Regions from separate parts of the Sus scrofa genome. Here regions 1 and 3 are each linked to region 2. A link is a contact called in public Hi-C data. All regions are on one chromosome and are shown on one strand. The core of a region is the stretch at or near the end of the contact, and the rest is flanking DNA. Distances in the headings are between cores, read along the strand shown. Region 1 has its middle 180 kb from the start of GATB. Region 2 overlaps LOC110262141 (a long non-coding RNA gene). Region 3 has its middle 160 kb from the start of GATB.

Region 1 (3,515 bases), core at 828-3,327, 170 kb after region 2:
CTGTATTCCATATCCTGTGAGAAACCATAACCTATGAAAAACCTACATGCACATATATATATATATATATACCTGAATCATTTTGCGGTATACCTGAAACTAACACAGCATTGTCAATCAACTGTACTTCAAGGAAGAAATGTACAAAAGAATTGGTGTCTGCCTTCAAGGTCCTTATAGGCCCCTTGGACTGAAGAGAAAACTAATTATTGAAAACCGCATGAGCCACTTTTCTTAGCAGAGGCCTCCCGGGCCAGCAGTGGGGATGGGAAAGTTAGGAGGAGGCAGAAACCATGGCAACGAGATGTGGGTCTTGGGCGGGGCCCCTCCAGGCCCTCAGAACTGCAGTACTCCTAGCAGCATCTGGGCTCCGAGGCTCCTCCAGCGGGTGCTGGCTGAGCGGGGCTCAGTCCTCCTCTGGCACAGTCCTCAGCACTCTTCGTGCTTATCATCAACCCCCTGGCTCTCTGTTGGAGGAGGAACGGACGGCCTTCTCCCCCAGCACCAGGACCACTGGTGGGCCACTCCCAGCTCTGCACCCTCTGAGCCTCTAGAATACTGTCTTACTTAATAGGTCTGTTTTCTTACTTTCTCTTAGAAAGTAAGCTCCAGAATTCCCATCGTAGCTCAGTGGTTAACGAAATCACCTAGGAACCATGAGGTTGCTGGCTCGATCCCTGGCATTGCTCAGTGGGCGATGCTGTGAGCTGTGGTGTAGGTTGCAGACACGGCTCAGATCCTGAGTTGCTGTGGCTGTGGTATAGGCCGGCAGCTATAGCTCTGATTGGACCCCTAGCCTGGGAACTTCCATATGCCGTGGGTGCAGCCCTAGAAAAAGGCAAAAAGAAAAAAAAAATTAGTAATAATAATAATAATGATAATAAAATTAATAAAATTAAAGAAAATAAAAAGAAAGTAAGCTCCGTGAGGGCGGGGTGTTTTGTCAGCTTCGTTCAGGGCTCAGAGTCCACCTCTGAGCACTTACTAGGTACTCAGTAGGTATTTGTTCTGTGAAGGAATGAATGAATGAATGAACTTATGCAGTGTGAGCACTTGGTGCCCAGGAACAGACGGAGGGAGGGTCAGGGACATGAGTCTTCCTGCCCCTTCACAGGTTTTTGCTGATGGCAAGAACCAGACTGAAGGGCCCCCTGGGTGCCATCTCACCCTGGTTCCATCAGTCAGGAAGTTAGCAGACTTCCCCCCAGGGATGGTGGAAATACGTGTTCCATCCCAGCTGCGAGGGCAATCGTTGTAATAACTAACGCTTATGCTATCTAGACTGTTTATAATTATAATCAACTTCTCTCAAAACCCCTAGAAGGTGGGTTTTATTATTATTCCCAGAACAAAAGCACAAAGAGGTTAAAGAACCACTCCCCCAACTGCTAGGACATAACAGTTCTGAGAGATTGAATTCGGATCTGACTCCCAAGTCCTTGCTTTTTCTGGGAGCTGGCTCCTCTTTTTGTTTTTGTGGATATTTTAAGCTGTGTCAGGGACTGCTCACCAGATGGCTTTTTAATCTCTCTCCTGTTGCTTCATTATTAATCTCTAAATTGTTTAGTGGAGAGAAGAACTGGTACAGAAAAGAGGCATCTGCACGGGAGAGGCTTCTGGAAGAGCTGCTGACATTTCATATGGGCCTTGGAGGGAGGGCTAGGTCTGGGTAGAGAAGAGAGAGACACACAAGCACAGGACAGCTGATGGAATAACCCTGGGATCCATCAGTTTGGCCGCTGCCATTACGGGGCTCAAATGGACCCACCCCACGTTCCTAGCAACACAAAGCTCTGAAGCAGATTCAGGCAAATATTGAGTTGGTGGTTGATTCCTGCTTTTGCCTGCTCAGAAAAGGATAAGAACTCCTTGGGATTTTCCATTTTCTGGAAAGCCACGGGGCATGGGGCTTGGGATGCACTTTCTGGAAAATGGCTGATGCTTTGGGTGGAGTTTTGCACACAGCAGGTCTCATATCCTGGAAGTTTTTCCTGGGCAGGCTCACTCCTTAGGGGCGTCATGCTCAGCGGGACCTGCCACCTGCCACAGGCCCTTTGACTAGGCTGTGCGGAGGAGGCCCAGAGAAGTTGACATGGTGTAGTACCGGGTACCTCTCTGGTCCCTGGAGACAGGATGGAGTGGAAGGGGCCCCCGGGTGAGTCAAGTAGATGGAGGCTGGAAATCCGCAAAGCTCATTTATTCCGCCAAGTAGAAAGCATTCAGAACTTGCCCCACTCTTCCTATTTTCCATCTGTCTCATTATTCATCCCAGTAATATTTGGGCACTTTGAAAAGAGTGATATTTTAACATGAAGCTATTCCAAGGCAAAGGGAAAAGATCCTCCGTTGGCATAAACCAGCCATGCAAATTAGCCCAAGTAAAAATGAGACTTTTAAGGCAACTTAGAATAGCATTGTACTTTCCCAGGCTCCTGCCAGTCACTGCTGTCAGCTGGAGCATCTCTCCCGCCTGGTGACAGTGTTGAGAAGTGGGGGCTTAGGTTCTGGAGAGGTTGAACCCACTCAAAAAGAATGGAAATCAAAGAGCCAGCGCTCAGCGGTGTTGGAACCAAGCCCTCGAAGGCTATGCCAGGCACCGTGATGGGACTTCCCCGAAGGCCCTTCCCAGAGGGTCATCACAGACCAGCCCATCAAGCACCCTGGCATAGTCACTGTGTTTATTTTATTCCTGGGAGACTAAGTGTGTGTGTGTGTGTGTGTATGTGTGTATTAAAGGCCAGTGCTCGGCCAGCCAACATAAAAAACCCAAAAGCACAGGAAGTCTTTAGAGCAGGGTTAACAAATCACTCTTCTCCCGAATTCTCCTGCCACTGACAGCCATGGAGTCGTTTTTTTTCCCTTTCCATCCACATCTTTCATTCTCACCTTCTCTGCTCCCACTCTGTCTTCTCTCTGTCTCTCTGTCTTCTCTTCTGAATGTGCCTTCTGGTTGCTCTGGGCTGGCAGTCGTCCTGGCTTGAATGTGCAAGTCCAGAATGGAGGGCAGAGGCACGGCCACCCACATCGTCTCTGTGAGCATCAATTTCCTCAAGCCGCAAGTGCAAAGGCCTCCTGATGCCTTCTCAAAATCCTCCCCCGAGCCTGTTATGTTTGGGAATCATTCTGAAAGGAGAATCTCAGCCGGCTAGCCTGCTTCCAAGGCTCTATTTCAATCAGACATTGAGACAACTGGGATGACACCCCTCTCCGACTTGTCGCAAAGGAGTCAGACATGTCACTACCATCATTTCACATCTCTAGTTCCAAAGGTAAGGATGGCGTTGGTTAGATACCCGACTGCAGCTTGGCTTTGCTGGGGGGATTTGCAATGCTTCATGGAATTAACAGTGCTGAATTTTGAACTTCCCTTTGTGAATCTTTTTTTCTTTTCTTTTCTTTTTAAAACTTTAAAATGATTTTTGTTTTTTCCATTATCATTGGTTTACAGTGTTCTGTCAATTTCTATTGCATAGCGAAGTGACCCAGTCACACATATGTATATACACACATTCTTT
Region 2 (3,681 bases), core at 415-2,914:
GGTTACAGCTGTGTGGGGTGGATCCCTGACTCAGGACCTTCCGTGTGCCGCAGGTATGGCCAAAAAAAGAGAAAGAAATAATCTTATCTGGGTCTATAACTCCCAGTGAGGAAACAATCAATAGTTATTGACAACTAAATCCTTCGCCACAGCACTCTTCACTTATAAGTGTATGTAAGAAAAAGTCTTTCTTAAAACCATGATAAACATATTTTGGGAATACCATTCTACATGTCTAAATGATAAAAGGAAAACAAACTTAATTAGCCTAGACCCAATTTCACCCTTCGATACACACTGCTAACTCCTGCGGAGATAATTGTACAAAAGCCAGGCTGTATTTGGATCTCGGAATACCATGTACTTTTCCAAGAGTAGACGGAGATCTCTGTCACGTGGGCAAGTGTCTTGTATTCAAATGGGGGGGTTGTGCATGTGTGTCGTATCTCTGTGTGGCTATCCACTACCTGGGAGGGAGGTTTGAGAACGGAATGACCAGATTAAGAGGGCTAAGACACTGAGTACGCACCTTCCTTCTGGTTAAATGATCTCTCATTGCGGCTTTCAGCAAACCTTGTACTCCAGGGGTTCGTGCGCGCGCGCGCTCATACACACGTGGGCATGGAGATCCTTTCCGATCCTCTGTGATTCGTCAGTGGTCTCTAGGTGGAAAGGAGATGGGATAAATAGGAAATGAAGCCATGAAACAGAAACGACAGCAACCAGGATACGATCCACCAGTTCTTCCCTCTGCCTGTGTAGCGTGTTTCTCCTCCCAGTCCCTGCTCTGTGGACGGCTGAGCCAAGAAGGTGGCAGAGGGCGACAAGAAGGGCTCCTGCTTTTTTTTTTTTTCATGGTCCTGTTTAATGCAAAGCTTTGGAACCTTGGAATGAAAAACACTGACATGGTGGGGAGGGGTGTATCTTTAAGTCTATATTAAGTCAAATTCGACAATATGCTTTAAAAAATTCTATTTCATGCCAAGCATCCATGAAAATTATGAGACAAATTACTCCAAAGAGATTACTCCTTAGAAAAGAGCTATTTTATAATTTCTACTCTTGCCCTTAATGTTTCACTGAGGTTGATATTCAGATGCTTATCAGAGCACATTACTCCAAGCCAGATATTTCCCAAGAATTTCAGTTATTATTTACGCTGTTACATCCATACACATGCATTTCTGGAGCTGAAGGAAGCAGAGGCATGCAAGTGGACAGACAGACAGACAGAGGAATACATGTACAGTGCAATCATTTGTGACAGGCTAATTTCTTTTTTCAAAAAAGTTTTTATTATAGTTGATTTACAATGTTCCGTCAATCTCTGCTGCACAGCAAAGTGACACACATTCTTTTTCTCATATTATCTTCCATCATGTTCCATCACAAGTGATTGGATATAGTTCCTCGTGCTCTACAGCAGGACCTGCCAGGCTAATTTCTAGTAGGTGCCCAGCCACTTGGTCTCACAGCTTAGTATTCCCCGTCAGACAGGGTGTCTGTGTTTCCCCCACACACTTGCAGTTTGCAGCAGAGTGCCAGACGGACATCTTGTCTTGTGACTTGATAACAGATTCCATTAATAGCACACCCAGTGGTACAAACATCCAGTCCCTCTCAGCTGGGGGGAATCTGGCAATGAGTGCCAGCCTGTGGAACTGCACAGGCTGGGGTCCGTGCCAGGTCGTGCAAAAGAGGGCGACTGGGAAGTCACACCCTCTGTGGGCACAGGGCATTGCAAAAGGGGAGCTTTGAGACCAAGACGATGATGGAGGATAATGGGTAAAGATGGGTTCCTGAGAGCTGCCATCCTCACTTGATGAAATCTGGGGTGAAACAAAAATCACCATTGTTTCACTAGGTTGGGGCCATGCCTGGGCTCTGTGCTCTATTTATCCCCAACACATTGCTGATTCTTAATGATTATCATTATCATTATTAATGATGGCAATAATTGACAACATGGTAAATAACTTGAAAAGAGCTAGTTTCCTGAAGGAAAAAAAAAAGTCACTGTAATAAGGGCTCTTTTACACAGAAATAAATAGCACATTTGTGTCTTGGTATTTTAAATTATGTCTTTGTTTGCTGAGGCTGGAGGGCATAGGGTGCAATTTTGAAATCCAATAAAAGAACAGACAAATTAGCATTACGAAAAGGGTACATGTTAATCAAAATCAGCCATTTGGACTTTGGGTCCTTAATTGCATCTGCATTTTCTGTTTGCGTCTTTCTTTCTAATATCACCTATTTCTGGATTTGCAGGGCTGACTTTATCCATAAGAGGAGGAAAATGTTGCTTGCTGGGTGCTGAGGTTTTAGGCTATGACACCTAAAATAATGCTTTCTGAAGGAAAGACCCTTTTTCTTTTCTTTTTTTAAAGGGCCTCACCTGTGACGTATGGGAGTTCCCAGGCTAGCGATCAAATAGGAGCTGCAGCTGCTGGCCTGTACCACAGCCACAGCAAGGCGGGATCTGGATCTTTAACCCACTGAGTGAGGCCAGATATCAATCCTGCATTCTTGTGGATACTAGTCAGGTTGTTAACCCACTGAGCCACCACAGGAACTGCCACAAATACCCTGTACCTCTATTAGAGGTAAAGCTTCAAATGCAAACATACCGGAAGCAAGGGCTAAGAAGGGCCTGCAAAGCTTCTGTGTCACTCAGCCTTGACTTTGAGCAGTTAGCAGTAGGAGAGGGTAGACAGCCCTTGGTAATCAGTGTCTGAAAAGCAGACGGTTAATACATTTCTTTAGAGGACTTGGCAAAGATCCTGCTCGACAGTCTGACTGGGGGAAAAAAAAGTGTCTTTCTACCTGTATTTTGAAGCATTTCCCTGCAAGGTAAATAATTGCAATTAAATTGGAATTAGGAAAAAAGAACATTTCCTGCGATGTGAAACAATAGCTCAAGCTTTTCCACCTTTACTCTTTCTGTGATTTTACAATGACATCTAATATGGGAATAAAAACTCAAAAATGATCTATGGTCCCTGATGTGCATGTCTTTTAGAAATGGTCTGGCATGAATGCATTTGTGCAACCGAACTCATATGTTTTAAAAGACGGCAGAGTAGGTTTTACCGAGAATACCCCTTGGAGTTCCAAATACACATTCTCTGGGGCATGAATTTATTCTCAGGAATGAGTAGACAAAGATAGGAATCCATTTGAACTAAGAAATGCTTTTTTGAAATACTAACTCTGTAGATAAAATACCAACTCGGTAGAATTAATAATAATAAAGGTGATAATATCTCATTGAGAAACAGCCTGAGCAACTGTTTTTTTTTTTTTTTTTTTTAATTTTTTCCATGGTTGCTCCCATGACATATGGAAGTTTCTGGGACCAGGGATTTAATCTGAGCTATAGATGCTGCAGTGATGCCAGATCCACTGCACAGGGCCAGGGATCGAGCCCATGCCTCTGCCGAGACCAGTGCCACTGAAGTTGGATTCTTAACCCACTGTGCCACAGAGGGAACTCCAGGCTGGGCAGCATTTCATCTGCCTTTCCCCACAGAGCACCAGCTAGTGGCCAGCTGCACTGCGCCCACGCATTGTCAATTTCCATTGCTCCCTGATGCCTCATTTCCTAGGGCTCCTTCACTTAAGGCTCTAAAGCAACTCATACATATTAGAGAATCACTGTTCAATCTTCTGCTGTTAAGCTTG
Region 3 (4,026 bases), core at 983-3,482, 150 kb after region 2:
TGCAGGTTTGATCCCTGGCCTCACTCAGTGAGCTAAGGATCCAGGGTTGCCATGAGCTGTGGCATAGGTTGCAGACACGGCTCGGATCCTGTGTTGCTGTGGCTCTGGCATAGGCCGGCAGCTACAGCTCTGATTAGACCCCTAGCCTGGGAACCTCCATATGCTGTGGGCACGGCCCTCAAAAAAAGACCAAAGACAAAAAAAAAAAAAAAAAAAAAAAAGATTCTAGGGATGCAAGCCCATGAATAGTAGCGAGTAGGAAGGGGAGGAGTAGCGAGGCAGGAAGGGCAGGAGAACCAGTGCAAGGTGTATCTTGTCCCACACTAGCCACCACTTGGTACCAAGGGCAATTGGCCCCTGCATCTCACAGGTCTGACTGCTGAGAGGCCTTCAGAATGCTGTGTCGAGGGAGGAAGGGAGATGCATTTGACAGGTGTTGCGTGGAGGACCTTGGATGCAGGAAGCATGCCCAGGCGTGGGTGGCTCATCAATGAAGGCCTGAAGCTGTCTGATTATGCGGGAGGAGGGCATTTCAGGCAAAGCTGTTCGCAAAGGCTGTCAGATGGGGGCATCCCTGGCATGTTCAAGGGCAGAGGGAAACCAGGATAGCTGCAGTGGTGTGAGGGGAGAGGAAATGGAGGAAGAGGAGGCTGGAGAGCTCCTGTTGCTCCGCTCGCATGGGACTGTAGGTCTTGGAAAGACCTCCTCCCAGTATGATGGAAAACCAACCGGGTGGGGGAAGTTCGTACAGGATTGCGGCAGGTCCTGCCTAACATTTCAAGAAGACCTGACTCTGGGGCTGCTCTATGCAGCGTGGATGCAAGAGGCCAGGGCACAAGACATTGATGGTGGAGGTGTGACTTCCCGGGGGTGGACGCTTCCCTTCCATGCCTTCCAAACATTGCCTGGATTATTGGAGTTTCCGATTTCTCTAGGAAAATTCTTGGCAGGTTCTGAGATGATGAAAGGTGAGACATGTGGCTTCAATGCAGATAGATCATCCATGAAGAAGAATTTAAAAGCCCTTTGAGTGGTTTTGATTTTCGACTAAACCCTTAAGTTTAGGAATCTTTCTGGGTTTTTAGGGTGTCTCGGCAATTCTTTATTTGCGAGTAATGTTCTAATTTCATTAATTTTGCTGTTACCGTATTTTCTCAGAGATCTTCCTGTGCCTTGAAGCTTCCAGGTCCAATGTTAAGTTGTCCCCGAAGCATGTGGCGTCCTTGCCTTACTGCTCAGGTAGCTTTCATTTTGGCAAATAGCAGCTACCAGCTGTGATTGAAATATGCAGCCAAGGCTTTAGGGCTGACGGGGGAGACGGTCTTCCTGCGGGACAGATGGTACCTCCGGCCTTACTCAGACCCGCCACCTAAGCCCATGTGGCCTTGGATGTGTGCCTGAGGCCAAGGGTCACACCAACTTGTAAGTGGGCCCCAGGCCAGCCTAGCAGATGGGTGAGGGTGGGGAGCCAGCAGACCGCATGGGGCCTTAGGAGGGTCTGCACAGGGAGAGGGGCAGCATTCCACTAGCTCCCCAAGAAGGCCCTGGTACCTTGACACAAAAATCATGCTTCCCAATGGGAGGGGGATGTGTGCCCATCCCCAGGCAACTGTCTTTGGCCGTGGAGGCAGTGAGAGATCCTCTGAATGTCCACCTTTACCTGAAATGTGAAATGCCCAAAAGAGCGCCTTTGGGGCAGAAAACTGGGATTTTCCACAGACAGATCATTTTCTCTCTCCTGGCAAATCCTTTTTAAAATTTATTTATTTATTTATTTTTTTAAGATTTGTGATTTTACCCTGCTTTTGGAGAGGTTGTTTTTGTTGTTGTTGCTTTTCTTTCCCCTTTGGCTGTATCTATGGCATGTGGAAGTTCCTGGGGTCAGGGATCAAACCTGTACCACAGCAGTGACAATGCTGGATCCTTAACCCACTGTGCCACCAGAGAACTTCCCTGGCAATTCTTAGGGGAGAGTGAGTGCTCTGGGTCCCTGGGCTCCTGGGTGATCTGGACACTGGGGCCCTTGATGGTGATAGGGGCAGAATCAGGGGTTGGGGGGAGGCAGGCCCTGGCCCGCAGAGAAACTTTTAGGACTTTCCCTCTTCCTCTTTTATGGCCTGTCCCTGCCCCTCCCCTTCTCTCTTTCTTCTGCAGAGCCTTTGTGCCATAAATACCCTGTCTGCTGTACAGCTGACATTCTGGAGTCACCTCTATCTGTGGCAGTTGGCTGGCTCTGGGTCCTGCCAGCCAAGTGTCACGAATGCCTTGCAGGGGACAGGGCTGGGACAATAAAGAACGTCATGTGCTGGTCTGCAGATCTGCATTTATTTTTGTTCGACAGGCAACATGCTTACCTGGCCAGGATGGTTGGAAATACAAGGATTGCCGTGCATGCGTTCCAGGACTCAGAGAAATTTCTAGGGAAATCTGGAGGCAACCTGGCTGGGGGTGCAGTTCAAGGTTTTATAGATGGAGAGGGAAGGGAGGTGGCCCCTGGGCAGACAGGGGAGCTGGAGTAGGACACTGCTGATGGCAAAGGAGGCACACCCTGATTGGCAGGTGCATGTCCTCATTCTAGGGGACAGAAAAGGCAAGCTTTGCCACCCAGCTCCACCTAAGGCTGCGGATCTGAGTTTGAAAGATCTGATTCCCTTCACCCAGAGAAGGGGTCTTACAATAGCACACAGCATTCAGTAGGATAATCAAAGAACTTTCTAGTAGAGCAGTTGAGAAGTAGATGGGTCCCAGCATCACAGGTGGACCGAAGCTGGGCACGACCTTGATATGTGTACATGTGTATCAGAAGGTACTTAAGCCACGTTCAATACCATGCTCACAGCCCTGGTTCCTTACCTCTACCCAGAACTTATTTACCCATCCTTCCTGTTTGCTACACATTAACCTCAATCTGTCTCAATTGTCAGCACATTCTGATCTCAGAGCAAGAGATCATAAGTACTCTAATCACTTGTGTTTTGCAAATGAGACAGTAAGTCGCGTCTGTCAGGTCGCAGCTAGTGCAAGCAGACTGGGATTTGAACTCTACTCCAGAGTGTTTCCTCTCAGTGATGCCACTGTATTTTATACCCCGCAGGGATAGCTAATTCCCAATGCACGTGCCCTGTGCCTTCCTCCCTCTCCAGATGGGGGGCTGCCTACGGACAAGGATCATGTCTGGTGTACCTTTTGTTTCCTCCCAGCGAGTAACACAGTATCTAGTGGGCACTCGGTGAATGTATTTTTAACCACAACACTTGGCATCAATGGTTGGCCATGCCATTATCCCCCCCCATGGCACAAATTATGGAATAAACAGCTTTCATTTTTGTTTTGCACCTCAGCTGCCATTCAGACTGTTTGCCACCCTCCTCCTGGCACCCTGTGCCCTTGACTCTTTCTGGATGCTTAGAATTGCGGGAAGCAGCTCAGGATGAACAGCCGGCTGCCAACTAGGTGTGACCAGCCTCTGGGGTCTGTTTGTTCCGGCCAGAGATAACCACCCAAGGCACAAAGCAGCACTTTTGAAAGCGCCTCCTCCCTCAAGATTTCTCTCCTCTGCCCCGGGAAGTTGCCTAGCAACCTCTCTTCTTCCCTCTCTCCTTGCCTCATGTGGAGTACCACTCCTATTTTCATTACCCCATCACCGAGCCCCCAAACACTCTTCCATGCTGTTAACCCCTTGCATCTCTCTGCCTCATTATCCCATCATCAAGCTTCACACAGACTCCGCTTTCAAAACAAACTCAGCCTGACCCAGAAAGCATCCCTCATTTTCTCATCTTTTACCTCTTTTGGTAGACATCTTTACAACCTCCTTTCAATATAAACCTCCAGATCAAACTACCAAAGAAGGAGGAAAGAAAATCCAAACCCAAACCAAAAAACCCATGGACTGGAATTTCCTAAGAGGTTGATTCCAGCTTCAAATAAATTCTCTCTCCTTAAAAAAAAAAAAAAATCACATCCACTGGCAATAATGGCATGGGAATTGCTGGTGCCTTTGCTGCCATTTGCTTGCTGTTGGCT

Evidence for each region. A called contact is a pair of places that touch in the nucleus more often than the background predicts.
Region 1: a contact with region 2 is called in a Hi-C map of fetal heart ventricle, with 2.7 times the contacts expected there. The contact joins two enhancer-like sites. A contact is called at or near these places in 2 of 47 Hi-C or Micro-C datasets (fetal heart ventricle and heart right ventricle).
Region 3: a contact with region 2 is called in a Hi-C map of heart right ventricle, with 3 times the contacts expected there. The contact joins two enhancer-like sites. A contact is called at or near these places in 2 of 47 Hi-C or Micro-C datasets (fetal heart ventricle and heart right ventricle).

Annotation. Positions count from the first base shown.
Region 1 is chr8:77,036,438-77,039,952 of Sscrofa11.1, reverse strand. No RefSeq gene overlaps it. Among named protein-coding and RNA genes, the nearest start is that of GATB, 180 kb to the left of the region's middle. Within about 2 kb of position 2,077, at least 9 of the 83 cell types and tissues checked have an H3K27ac peak or open chromatin away from gene starts, as enhancers often do.
Region 2 is chr8:77,208,109-77,211,789 of Sscrofa11.1, reverse strand. LOC110262141 (a long non-coding RNA gene) reads right to left here. Exons shown (of 3, transcript XR_002346739.1): 3 at 320-662. Among named protein-coding and RNA genes, the nearest start is that of GATB, 13 kb to the left of the region's middle. Within about 2 kb of position 1,664, at least 7 of the 83 cell types and tissues checked have an H3K27ac peak or open chromatin away from gene starts, as enhancers often do.
Region 3 is chr8:77,057,742-77,061,767 of Sscrofa11.1, reverse strand. No RefSeq gene overlaps it. Among named protein-coding and RNA genes, the nearest start is that of GATB, 160 kb to the left of the region's middle. Within about 2 kb of position 2,232, at least 4 of the 83 cell types and tissues checked have an H3K27ac peak or open chromatin away from gene starts, as enhancers often do.